Linked DNA regions of Mus musculus: regions 1, 2 and 3 are each linked to region 4. The links are chromatin contacts, called in public Hi-C maps. All regions are on one chromosome and are shown on one strand. Each heading gives the region's core, a stretch centred on a gene start, on an enhancer-like site or on the middle of the called end of the contact. The rest is flanking DNA. Distances are from core to core; before and after follow the strand shown.

What was found. Hi-C and Micro-C count contacts between places; a contact is called where the count stands out from the background.
Region 1: a Hi-C map of uterus shows a contact between it and region 4, with 4 times the contacts expected there. The contact joins two enhancer-like sites. A contact is called at or near these places in 2 of 39 promoter capture datasets (the C10 cell line and embryonic stem cells), 6 of 15 datasets of contacts at CTCF or cohesin (the NIH/3T3 cell line, embryonic stem cells, large pre-B cells and 2 more), 68 of 484 Hi-C or Micro-C datasets (3T3-L1-derived adipocytes, the AML12 cell line, B cells and 39 more), 13 of 115 datasets of contacts at active chromatin or transcription factors (the HPC-7 cell line, the NIH/3T3 cell line, astrocytes and 6 more) and 4 of 9 other capture datasets (adipose tissue, embryonic stem cells, liver and 1 more).
Region 2: a Hi-C map of liver shows a contact between it and region 4, with 5 times the contacts expected there. The contact joins two enhancer-like sites. A contact is called at or near these places in 2 of 484 Hi-C or Micro-C datasets (both in liver), 2 of 115 datasets of contacts at active chromatin or transcription factors (embryonic stem cells and pancreatic cancer cells) and 2 of 9 other capture datasets (adipose tissue and liver).
Region 3: a contact with region 4 is called in a Hi-C map of liver, with 2.3 times the contacts expected there. The contact joins two enhancer-like sites. A contact is called at or near these places in 3 of 15 datasets of contacts at CTCF or cohesin (the NIH/3T3 cell line and embryonic stem cells), 23 of 484 Hi-C or Micro-C datasets (B cells, the C2C12 cell line, the F1.1 cell line and 13 more), 11 of 115 datasets of contacts at active chromatin or transcription factors (the HPC-7 cell line, the NIH/3T3 cell line, differentiating embryonic stem cells and 5 more) and 2 of 9 other capture datasets (adipose tissue and liver).

Annotation. Positions count from the first base shown.
Region 1 is chr11:83,785,274-83,788,249 of GRCm38.p6, forward strand. No RefSeq gene overlaps it. Among named protein-coding and RNA genes, the nearest start is that of Gm38934, 24 kb to the right of the region's middle. Within about 2 kb of position 1,723, at least 30 of the 459 cell types and tissues checked have an H3K27ac peak or open chromatin away from gene starts, as enhancers often do. A contact at or near this core is called in adipose tissue and uterus, where this site is marked.
Region 2 is chr11:83,881,357-83,884,056 of GRCm38.p6, forward strand. It overlaps Hnf1b (HNF1 homeobox B), which reads left to right. Exons shown (of 9, transcript NM_009330.3): 5 at 1,297-1,457. Gm51869 (a long non-coding RNA gene) reads right to left here. Exons shown (of 3, transcript XR_003949580.1): 2 at 2,552-2,700; 3 at 1,398-1,481. Among named protein-coding and RNA genes, the nearest start is that of Gm51869, 9.8 kb to the right of the region's middle. Within about 2 kb of position 1,420, at least 51 of the 459 cell types and tissues checked have an H3K27ac peak or open chromatin away from gene starts, as enhancers often do. A contact at or near this core is called in liver, where this site is marked.
Region 3 is chr11:83,818,128-83,821,006 of GRCm38.p6, forward strand. Gm12576 (a long non-coding RNA gene) reads right to left here. Exons shown (of 4, transcript XR_388929.3): 3 at 2,181-2,316. Among named protein-coding and RNA genes, the nearest start is that of Gm38934, 8.5 kb to the left of the region's middle. Within about 2 kb of position 1,469, at least 39 of the 459 cell types and tissues checked have an H3K27ac peak or open chromatin away from gene starts, as enhancers often do. A contact at or near this core is called in liver, where this site is marked.
Region 4 is chr11:84,027,435-84,030,352 of GRCm38.p6, forward strand. The region is part of intron 18 of Synrg (synergin, gamma); the gene reads left to right. Among named protein-coding and RNA genes, the nearest start is that of Dusp14, 39 kb to the right of the region's middle. Within about 2 kb of position 1,382, at least 23 of the 459 cell types and tissues checked have an H3K27ac peak or open chromatin away from gene starts, as enhancers often do. A contact at or near this core is called in adipose tissue, liver and uterus, where this site is marked.

The DNA.
Region 1 (2,976 bases), core at 473-2,972, 240 kb before region 4:
GGACACACCAGAAGAGGGTGTCAGATCTCATATGGATGGTTGTGAGCCACCATGTGGTTGCTTGGATTTGAACTTGGGACCTTTGAAAGAGCAGTCAGTGCTTTTACCCACTGAGCCATCTCTCCAGCAAAATATTATTTTTACATGCTCTAACTACTTAATATTTTCATCTCATTGATTCTTTTTTTTATCCATTTAGCAAACTTTTTTAAAAAGTTGCAAGGTCTTGGATCTACAGATAGCACAGTTGAACTCCTGCAGTTTGGTATAATGGCCAGCAGGTGGAGACAGAGATCACAAAGTCATTTAGACTGGACATGAGTAGGGTGGAGTGGAGTCGGGTGGGGGTGGGTATCCAGTTCTCATTAGAAACAAGGGTGAGGAGCAGGCTTAACGTTGAAGTCACCTGGGACAACTTCAATGACTTATGGCAGTTCACAGATTCTGAGTTGAGTGGTCTGAGGTGTGTTGCCTTTGGGAGTTTTATAATAGTTGTATTACTGTTTCTACTTACAGCGACGTCTCAGACTTCAGAACACGCCACAAGGGTTGGTTAGTGTGTTGCAGAACCTTCTGGAGAATTTATGAACCCCTGATGTAGTCTTTGTCCTGGAAAATCAGTATATATCTGCCTGCTTGTGTGTGCACATGTGTGCAGATACCCGAGGCCAGAAGAGGGTCTTGGATCCCCTGAAACTGGGGAGAGCATTGGGACCTATCTGATGTGGGTGCTGGAAACCAAGCCCAGGTTCTCTGTAAGAACAGCAAATGCTCTTAACTGCTGAGCCTCCTCTCTAGCTCCATTATTTGTGTCTCTTGTTTTTTGTTTGTTTTTAGGGGGTAGGTTTTGTTTTGAGATGAGCTGTCACCAAATGCACGGGCTGGAGTTCCGTTCTCAACCGTCCTGCCTTAGCCTCCACAGTATTGGGATCACAGGTCCACACCCAGCACGTAACTCTTCAGTAGGCATTTGGATCTCTCAGCACATGAACTGAGGTTGACATGGAAGGGAAGCCCTAAGAGCTTCAGCGATTGTCCGTGGTATTCACACCATCCTTCCGTCTCCGGGATGTCCCTTGTTCCTAGGTTGCAGGCTTTTCTTCCTGGACCCTTTTCTGCTTGGCCCCATTTGCTGGGGTAGTTACCACTGGATGCTCAGTACTGGCTTGAAAACTCCCGATGGAGGGAAAACGTACTCTCCTTGCTAGCCCCATCTTTCAGAACACGCTTTACCACTCTTTTATGGTCACCTGCCTGCTTATCTGTGGCCCTCCCTGCTGGATATAAGTCACTTCCTGTCTTGTTGGCCTTTCCTCGCCTGAACAGGTCCTGGCAAGAGTCTGTTGAGTGAATTGGAAAGGAATACAACACCCCCTCGTATCGACGAGCACCGAGGCCTCGGAGGGGAGATGGTAGCCCTCATGACCAAGCTCACCAAGGGGACAGCGGGAATGGAATTCAGGTCTTGGAGGCTTCTCTATCTTATACTGTCTCCTACATGGCTTTGCTACTGTACATATGTGAAACCCAGATGTGGGGGAAATTAACATATAAAGAACGCTCTTTCCAAGCTTGGGACTTTATTTTTGCTTTTACCACATTTGAAATTCCACACATGGCTATCACTCAGATTCAAAGGTGAACGCTAAGCCAGTTCAAGCCAAGAGGCACTCCCAGATGAGGGTGGTGAGGGCTGGACCCAGGCCAGCACAAGAGGAAAGCCAGTCAGGCTGTTCTTCCTGACTAGGAAAGGGAGGAAATCACATTTGAGGAGGGAGTGGCCTAACCCAAGGCAGGGAGGTTTAGCCAAGCGGATGGCCTCTGGTGGGTTAGCTTGTGACGCTCAGCATGGTGAGCCCATAGAGAGGTCATGGGCAGTGTCGGTAGGCTTACTAGACTTGTAGGTATCCCTAAAGCAAAATAGATTTGCTTTAGGGAGCACTCAGGTAGCAGATGGAGCACGAACAGAAGGGAGGAGCTGAGGGTTCTCACTCGAGGCTTCATTGTAGTTGCTGCCCGTGTAACCTGAGCCCTGGGATATTGAAACTCCCTTCCTTGTGACTGAGGTGTTGGCCATAGAGGGTGCCCCTCAGGAGGCACAGGAGCCTCCCAGGTATGCCATGCAGAGGAGGTCAGGTAGCATGGACCGAAGAAGCTCGGCATAACTCGAGGAAAGACAATGCTGGGTGTGAATCCACAAAGCCAGGAAGAAAGCGCAGCAGGCAGTCCCTCCAAAATTTCCACACAGTCACCACATGACTCAGCAACTCCAGGTGACACCCCAAACAAATGATGTGACCAAGTACAGCAGTGCCCACAGCTGCAGCATTCGGGATAGCCCCTAACTAGCAACGGCGGCTCTGCTGGCGACCAGAGAACGGCATGATGTGTGTCTACTCGGTGGAATAATATTGGGCTGTAGAAAAGGTGAAATATCAATATACTCCATATCGTGGGTGAGCCATTAAATGCTATGCTAAGTCAAAGAAGACAGCCACGTATACTGTAGGTTTTCATTTACATGAGATGCTCAGAATAACATTTAAGTGTTTGCCTGAACAGGTGTTGGGGATAATAAGGGAAAGTACCTGAGTTGGGTTCCCAGGACCCACGTCCAATGGCTCACAGCCACCTGTCACTCCAGGGGATCCAGCGCTCTCTTCTGGTCTATGAGGGCAACTGCACTCACATGACACAAGTGTCAGGTCAGCTTGACTTCATAAGAACGGAACAGCTCTGGAACAGTAGGATTTTCATTCATTTATTCATTCATCCATTCACTGGAGAAGATATCTGGAGAATTTATCAAATATATAAGATATAATATATAAAAATCAGGCAAGTGCAGGGCAGTGGTGGTGCATGCCTTTAATTCCAGCACTTAGGAGACAAAGACAGGCAGATTTCTGAGTTCAAAGCCAGCCTGGTCTACAGAGTGAGTTTCAGGACAGCCAGGGCTACACAGAGAAACCCTGT
Region 2 (2,700 bases), core at 170-2,669, 150 kb before region 4:
TGGGTTCTGCCGCCTAGCTTCTTAGGAGAGACTCTGGACTCTTACCATACCACCTTGGGAAGGCTTTTGTTTCCCATGGGTATCCTTAGTTAATTATTTTAAAATAAATAATTGTGTAGCCTGTGGTAGGGGAGAAGCCTCCCTGTGACCTATATTTGATCATCAGAGGGCTGGTTCTTTTCCTTCAGCCAAATTAAATAGGCTAAGTCCAGAGACTGTTTGACTTGAGACCGAATCGATGGTGAGGACAGGCTGGGAGGTGAGCACACACCTGACTCCCAGTGTTATCACTGCTCTCTCGGGAGCAGGGTATCTTGGGAAGGTAAATAGCTGGTCGGGGAGTCAAAACATGCAGGTGAAATCAGAGTGAAGTCCAGATACTTCCAAAGGAAAGAGCAGCAGGGCGGCAGCCAGGCCTGGGCTTCTTCCTGGGCAATGCAGCACTCAGTCTGCCAGAGCAGGAGCTTCTAGAAATTGCTCTCTCCCAGAACATTCCATCCGTGTTAAGAGTCTGACTTTGGGAGTCCTAGAATTTGAGAATCTTCATATCCATGTGTTGAGGTCTACCCTACTACCAGCTCACCCTGCCGAGCATCTTCACTCACAGTCCTGGGGTATTTGGCATAATGCTGGGAGCTGGAGAGAGGTTGCCTCCAATCCTTGAAGCCCCAGAGAGGCAGTACTCTCTCTGTTTCATGGGAGAAGGCAGAGGTGCAGAGTCAAGGAAGGACTTGGACCCTGTTCATTTATAAATCCCAAAGTCTGTCCATTGCCCCTTCTTGCTAGAAAATTCTTCCTTATCCTGATTGGAAATCTGCCTCACCCTTGTGGGTTGGTCTGCCTCTGCCTTCAGAGAGACCCATGCCTTCAGAAGGTTCAACTCTTTCTCCTGCTTCCCATCCATCCTTTCCGTCCCTCCGTCCTTCAATAGAAGTTGGCTGAATGACTATCAAGTGCCAAAACCCTGGCAATACAACAAAGAACAAACCAAAATAGACCAAAGTCTCTTACACGGGGCCGGAGAGGTGACTTAGCTAGTACAGGTTAAGGCTCCCAACCAAAAAGGCAAAACAGATTTGTATATGATATTTATATATAATCTTATATTCTACAATTAAAGTAGAGACCACGCCACCCTCACCCCAGGGAAGATGGCTGATCGTTCTTTCAAGTGGACATGGAGGAGAAAACAATGTTGTTTTCTTGTCACCCACCATTGAAAACAGGAGGCACTGAGTCAGTGTCGAGGAGCCCTGGTGACACTAATTTTCCTATTGGGTTCATGTTGTTTTTCAGGAGTGCGCTACAACCAGCCGGGAAACAATGAGGTCACTTCCTCTTCGACAATCAGTCACCATGGTAACAGTGCCATGGTGACCAGCCAGTCGGTTTTACAGCAAGTCTCCCCAGCCAGCCTGGACCCAGGCCACAGTCTCCTCTCACCTGACAGTAAAATGGTGAGTACTCCTGGGCCACTGGAGCTGATAAGATAAGAGGCAAGACAAACACAACTTCTCACAAGGCCTGCCTTAAACAATGAACCATTGTAGCCCCACCGGGGAAAATGGGGGCTGTCCAGAGCAGGAACCAAAAGGTAGGCTGGTGACCCAGCCTTTGGCGGGTAGAAGAGGTGTTCAGTTTGAACCCAGCCAATAAATCTGACAGAGCCCTGCTCCCATTTTATTGATTGAATGCCTCATAAAGGAGCAAGCCGGGTGGGACGCTGTTTGTTTTGGGGCTGCCAATGACATTTGTGTTGATAAAATGTTCATTCATCCTTCCCGTTCCAAGGCCTCCAAAACCAGACCTTTTTTTTTTTTTAACCCAGAAAGCACCTCACTCTGAAACAATCCCCCGACTCCTTTCCTGACTCCCTTGGTCCTGATGAGGACAGCGTCAGGATGTAGAGGATGGCAGGAGATGGGACTTCTGAACTGGGAGGGAGGACCTAAGGGCAGGTGCGCTGGGTGGGGTGGTGGCTGGAGTAAGAAACAGTGACTTCAAAGGCTCAGTTACCAACTCTCAAATCTCAGCTCTGGCACCTCAGAGTGGTACAGCCTCGGGCAAATTATTATTTGATTCTCTTTCCTCATCTATAAAATGGGAGTAGCCTCAATAGGGTTGTTGGGGAAGTGTGATAGCATATACGAAGCACCCAGTACAGTGACTATTTCATGAATGGCTGTGGTGTCCCTTCAGTGTCAATGACAATTTTTGCTGAAGTTTTCTGTGCCTCTAACCACAGCCCCACAACCAGATGAACCCTTATCCTACTCAGTAAGGCTCATCTGAGTGTTCAAAGTTCTGAGTCTCTCTCTCTCTCTCTCTCTCTCTCTCACAAACACACACAGAGAGAGAGCTAACTTTTATCAAATTTGTCCTTTGACAGTTTCACACATGTATATAGGACATTGTGATTCCTGTCACCCCGAGTCTCTCTGAACCCCTCTTTAGCCCCTCCCACCTCCATCCTAGACTCCAATTCATGGCTTTGGCAACACAAGGGCATGGGAGAGGGCTTTTGAGACAACAAGAAGATTACGACACCAACCGTGAGGGTAGGAAATGGAAAACTTTCTTCTCTGGGTCATGCTCTGTTTCATGGGAGGGAGGAGCTGAGGGTTCCTGACTTCCACGCCGAAGGCGGAACTGCACACATTCCCGGAAGGTGTCTGACCCCCACCTGTGACCGTGGCTGGT
Region 3 (2,879 bases), core at 219-2,718, 210 kb before region 4:
ACCACCCAGAGGCAGCACCAATGGAGGCTCCCTGACATTGGCCAGTTTCCTCCACAGCCTGAGACAGATTTGGCTGGGGGAGGAGAGTCAGCTTTCTTGGCCCAGGTCCAACAAGGTATTCTGGCTCTTCCAGGACAGTGGCTATTCCTGCAAAGGGAATTTCTTCCCCCAGCATCCCCTACAGCCACACAATACCAACAAATGTTTACATTTGAGGCCCCATCAGCAGAGCGAGCCTCAACTCTGACCTGATGCCCACGTTCACATGGCTTCCGGGAGCGGACTATATCTCCATACCTGGTTCTAGGAGATGATCTTACTTTCAAGAGACAGAAGGCATCTGCACTGTGTGTGAGCATCTTCTAGCTGCCAAGGGTTTCCCATGCCATTCAGCCATTAAGTCCTCACAAATACCATGTGAAGAAGATGTGGCCGTATCTACCCACCAGGAAGTAGGTGAATCAGCCTGAGATAGAAGTCTTGTTGCCACCTGCATCTTACTTCTCAAACGGAAGGTGGTGTTTGTTTGTCTGGTTTTGGACTTTTGCTTTGGCAGAATACACAAATACCTTTTAAGCGATTGCACTCCCAGGTCAGAGCAGTATTTCTGCTAACAGTCTTTCCCATTGCAAGATCCCAGAAATGACAAGGGGCAGTTACCTTTATTGCCCCATGGGGCTTTCTTTTCCGCAGTCAAATGTGGCCTCGTGCTTGAATAACACCCGTGTCTGGAGAACGCTTAAGCAGTTTCAGCCATACTCTGTCTTTTCTCAGACGTTAGGGACAAAGGGGAGAAGACTGCCACCTGCTTGAGACCAGGGGACTTCACCTAGACTCGGCTACTATACAAGTGCAAACCTCCACTGAACTTTTTACTATTGCTGCTGGTTTGTTTGTTTGTTTGTTTGGCAGGGTCTCACTGTGCCCCTGGCTGGCCTGGGACTCTCTATGTAGACGAGACTGGCCTTGAACTCACAGAGCTCCACCTGCCTTTGTCTCCTGAGTGTTAGGATAAAAAGAATGATCCACCATGTCCTGCTCTATTGAAGTTTTGTTTTTGTTTTTGTTTTTGTTTTTTTTTAAATAAAATCAGCCGTTTGGCTTGATGGTGCAAACGTGTAGTCCCAACACTGAAGAAACTGAAGCAGGAGAGTAGCAGGTTTGACTGTAACCTGGGCAATGTAGTGATACTCTGCCTCAAAAAAATAAAAATAAAAACAAGTTAGTATGATGTTTCATCTGTGTAACCCCAGTCTTGGAGAGCTGAAGCAGGTAAGTTGCTAAGGGCTCCAAGGCAGCCTGGGCTACAGAGTCAGACTTTGTCTCAATAATAATAATAGTAATAATAATAATAGTAATAGTAAAAAATTAGTGCCCATTTCTTTTCTAAAGGGGACATTTAAAAATACTTTTAGGCAGAGTTGGGTTTCATTCACTCAGCAAATATTTAATCAGCATTGATCATATTCCAGGCTGTGCCAGGCACTGAGGCTGATGGGAAGAAAGAGTCCTGCTCTCTATGAGCTACATTTAATGCTCATAGAAGTAAATTCTTATCCCACAGGATGAAGGCTGCAGCAGACAGAAGTACAACGTTCAATGAACATTGAATGGATGCCCTGAAATCAAGCTTACAAAAACCACTGTTTAAACTCCAGCAAAATCGACAGTCACAATCAGAACCTTGTCCCTGTGCTCAGGGTGTATCCATTCAGGGATGAGCAAGCGCATTCTAAACTTTGCCCCCTTCTTCTCCTCCTGAGCCATCTTTCTCCTGGCTCCTTGGAGACCCAGGCTGCTCCCCAGACCCTGTGCACTCCAGCTTCAGCCCTGTGAACCTGGAGTTAATGATTAAACCCAGCGTCGGTGAGGTGGCTGGAGGCAGAGGCTTCCTTGGGGTGAGCCAGGCAGCTCAGTCTTGAAAATTGCCCGGGTTCCTGGCTCTGCTCCAGCCTGGCACAGGCCAGAGACAGATCCAGCACCCACACCCACAGGCAGTACCTCCTCAAAGTCTTCTGAAACCTCAACACCATGCAGTCTCTAGCCCTTCTGGAGCAAACCTAAGGCACTGGGGGGCCTTCTGAGGGGTGTGTGTGTGTGTGTGTGTGTGAATGAGTCTTTAGGACAGATTCCAGTTCTGCTACCAATTAGCAGGGCGACCCCTGGGGCAGTCTCCTTACCTTTTTGGAGCTTCAAACTCCTCATCCGTAACAAAAGAAGACTGTGAGCAGACTGGGCCCTGTTCCATGCCTTTGTCACGAGCTGAGCTGTCACGCCGGCCTGGTACGTGCTATTTCTTCTGACTTCTCACTCATCCTTCAGGATGAAGCAAAGGTCTCACCATCTTCAGAAAGCCATCCCTGGCTTCCTCCCTGTGTGCCACCCCCAGCCTCCAGGCACTGCTTGCCCTCTCATGACACATCACTTCTAGTTGTCCCCAGCTAGACTGAGCTTAGGGAAGAAGTTGTTTATCTTTTCTATCCCAGCATAGAGTCTGACACTAAGTGTGAGCTCAGAAATGTCAGGTTTCATCCGATTAGAATTGTCTCCATTAGTGGAATCCATTTTAATATTTTTTTAAAAAAAGATTGATTGATTGACTGATTGATTGATTGATTGATTTAACACGTATGAGAGCTTTGCTTTGCCTACATGTATATCTGAACACCATATCTGTGCCTGGTTCCCAAGGTTGCCCAAAGAGGGTAGGACTACAGTTAAAGATCTTTGTGAGCCAACATATGGGAGCTGGGAATCAAACTTGGGTCCTCTGGAAGAGCATCCATTGCGCTTAACCACTGAGCCTTCCTTCCAGCCTCTACTTATTTTAATCTTTACTTCTTTGGTCCATGTCTCTCTTTCCACTTTAACAATAAAAT
Region 4 (2,918 bases), core at 132-2,631:
GACTCATTTTTCTCCATGTTATGAGTAGCTCTACTCTGAATAAACAAATGACTAGATCCCCTCTGGGTGTTGCAATCTACCAAAGCCGATGAAGAAGGCCAGAGTGCGCACACATGCATGCAGTCCGCATGGCTGCTGCAGCATTTTCCAGGAAGCATTTAAGTTCATGAGAGGCCTGGCTGTATTCTAAGTCATTTACTAGTCCTCCAGTTAACCTGCGACCCTCTGAGCAGAAGGGAGGAATTCTTAGTGCTCTCAGCTGACAGCCTGGTGGTCCCTGGCTGCCCGTTGTGTCCTAAACAGCAAACCTCACTATCGTTTCATTGCTTCTGGTTTTGCATCATTAAAGTAAAGTGAAGGGCCAGAGAGATAGCACTGCCCTGGTTTGTTTGCTTTGTTTGGTTTGGTTAGGTTTTTTTTTTTCCTTTGTCAGTGCTAAGGATGGACCTCAAGGCCCATGAAGGCTAGAGAAGTTATCTGCTACTGAGCCACACACCCCTACCTAGCTCTTTTCTTTCTTTCTCTTTTTTAAAAAAGCCTTTATCAGTCTATTCTTTGTGCAACTACCTGACTGGTCCTCGTAAACCATAGATCTGACTGTTTCATTTAAATCCCATTTAAAATCCTGCAGTGGGCCTCCATGGTCTTCCAAAGCCTTAGCTCAGTGCAGAGCTTTCCTGTTGCTGAACGAGGCTGCTCTCATGCTGAGTTCTGCATAGTTCTCCCCAGAAGGCGTCCCTAGTGCCCTTCAGTGCAGCCCTTCCTGGGTGGGTGCCTTCGGCCCACCTCTCTCCGGGTCTCGTGATGCTTTCCTCATTACTTTCTTTTCCTGTTGTTCTAACAAGATGCTTCATCGGAAGAAGGGGTGTTTGGCTCCCTGACTATGGTGTCCATCATAGCAGAGGAGGCGTGGCATTGAGAGCTCGGCTAGCTCTGGTGGGAGCTTGAGACTGCTGATCTCCTTGTGTTGGCAGACAGGAATGACATGGTGATCTGTGGATGCTGGTCCTCCCCCTGGCTGTCACCCATCTTCCACTGTGCTGACTTCCATGGATCACTGTGTTCACAGCATAAAGATAAACCTGATCGTCAGGGAAAGCTTGGTTACTGCTGCCAGCAACATCAGGAAGGACTTCTGGCACCTCTGAGCCCAGTACTTGAGAGGCAGCCCTGTAAGCACCAAGTGTGTCAGGGGACTCATACGTCCAGAATCATTGCGCTTTGGAGTAAACTTCTCTACTTGCTCTAAACGTAAAATCACCAGAAGCTAGCAAAGTGCAGAGCACTGTCCTTCAGATAAAAGAGAAAAATGGGAAACCTCCTGAAAGCTAGAGCTGGTGAAGTAACACATGCGGCCCTTCAGTCAGGGTGTTCTGGGCATTTTGTCAGGAAGCACTTGTGAAATAACAGACCTATCAACACATGGCTAGGAGGCAGGCTGCCAGTGGGTTGTGCTTAATGATAAAATCTCATGTTTATTATAAGTATTTTGTCGTTCTCTTTAGTGGATACTTGTTGCATTTGTAGTGAGAAGTAAATCTTTGCTCTGGTAGAAAATTTTTTCATATACTCAAGCCCTTTCCCAAAACCCCCTTTGGTGCCGTGGCCACTTCTCCTTCAGCCGTCTGGGTTATCCAATTGGCCAAACTGTGCATCAGGGTTTTCATGTGCATTTAATCTACACAGCAACTTGACTTCTTTCCTCTGCCATCTTCCTGTCCTGAGGCAGGGAAGTGCGAGAGGCGTCAGGCATGCTCTGTGTGTCTTCCTATCCTGAAAAGGATGATGAGGTGGGAACACCAAAGCTATGCAAAGCTTTTGCTGGGGATGAAAGCTTGAGAATAATGTTAACGAGAAAAGCCCCAGGAGCTTGTCATGCGCACTGTGAGCCTCAGGTCTGGACCTGCCCTTGACATACCTCTCAAGATGGCGGCACAATGTACGGGCCTCCCACTTGGCATTTAGAGTTGAGGGTTCCTTGTTTTAGTGGGAGTCAGTCCTCGGTGAGCATTGAAAGCTAGGTCTCTATCCTTCCTTCCAGTCAGCCCTGCTCTGCTGGCCTTGCTGGAGAAAGCTGACTGGATCAGAAAGCCCTGAGCTCTTAGAAGTGAAAGTGTCCCTGAAGCCTCAGAGCATTGTCCAAGCTCATCCTGCATCTGTCCTTCCATGCAGGGTGAGGAATGACTGGCAAGCATCCCCCTTCGTTCTGTCACTGGGGGCAGTAGGACCCATTTCCCTTCATCTTCTCCAACTCCCAGGCTCCTGGGTCCTGCCACTGTTCATGCAAAGAACTTGCCTTCTAGGCTCTGCTCTGTCACTCCAGGCCACTTTTGAGTTCACACACAGTAAAATGTAAAAACTTCAGTAGCATTGCACCATGAGTTGAGTGGCTGCCCTTCTGCTGAGTTTGACAAATGCATAGCCCCGTCTGTATCACCTGTGCCCTGTCACTATGTGAACTAGTTCATCCCCCAAGACAACTTCCTCATCCCAGTCTCTCCAAGTTTTCACACCAAGCATCACTTGTGTCCAGGATTTTTAATTTTTTTAATGATTTATTTTTATTTTATGTGTGTTAGTGTTTTGCATGCATGTATATTTGTGCCAGGGTGCTGGGTCCAATGGAACTATTGTTATAGGCAGCTGTGAGTTCCCACGTGGGTGTGGGAATTGAACCTTTGTCCTCTGGGAACAGCAGCCAATGCTCTTTAGCCGATAAGCCATGTCTCCAGCCCTTGTCCAGAGTTTTAAAAAGAAGACATGGAGTTTGATTTTGTTACTTTGAAGGAAGTTTGTGGCCCATTTACCTAGTAGGTTCTGCCCCATTCACATCTGATGACTCCAATTCTACAGGACCAAAATGTGAGGTAAATGGAGAAGGGGCCCCACAGTCACGCCTTCTCAGACTCTGCTTGCAA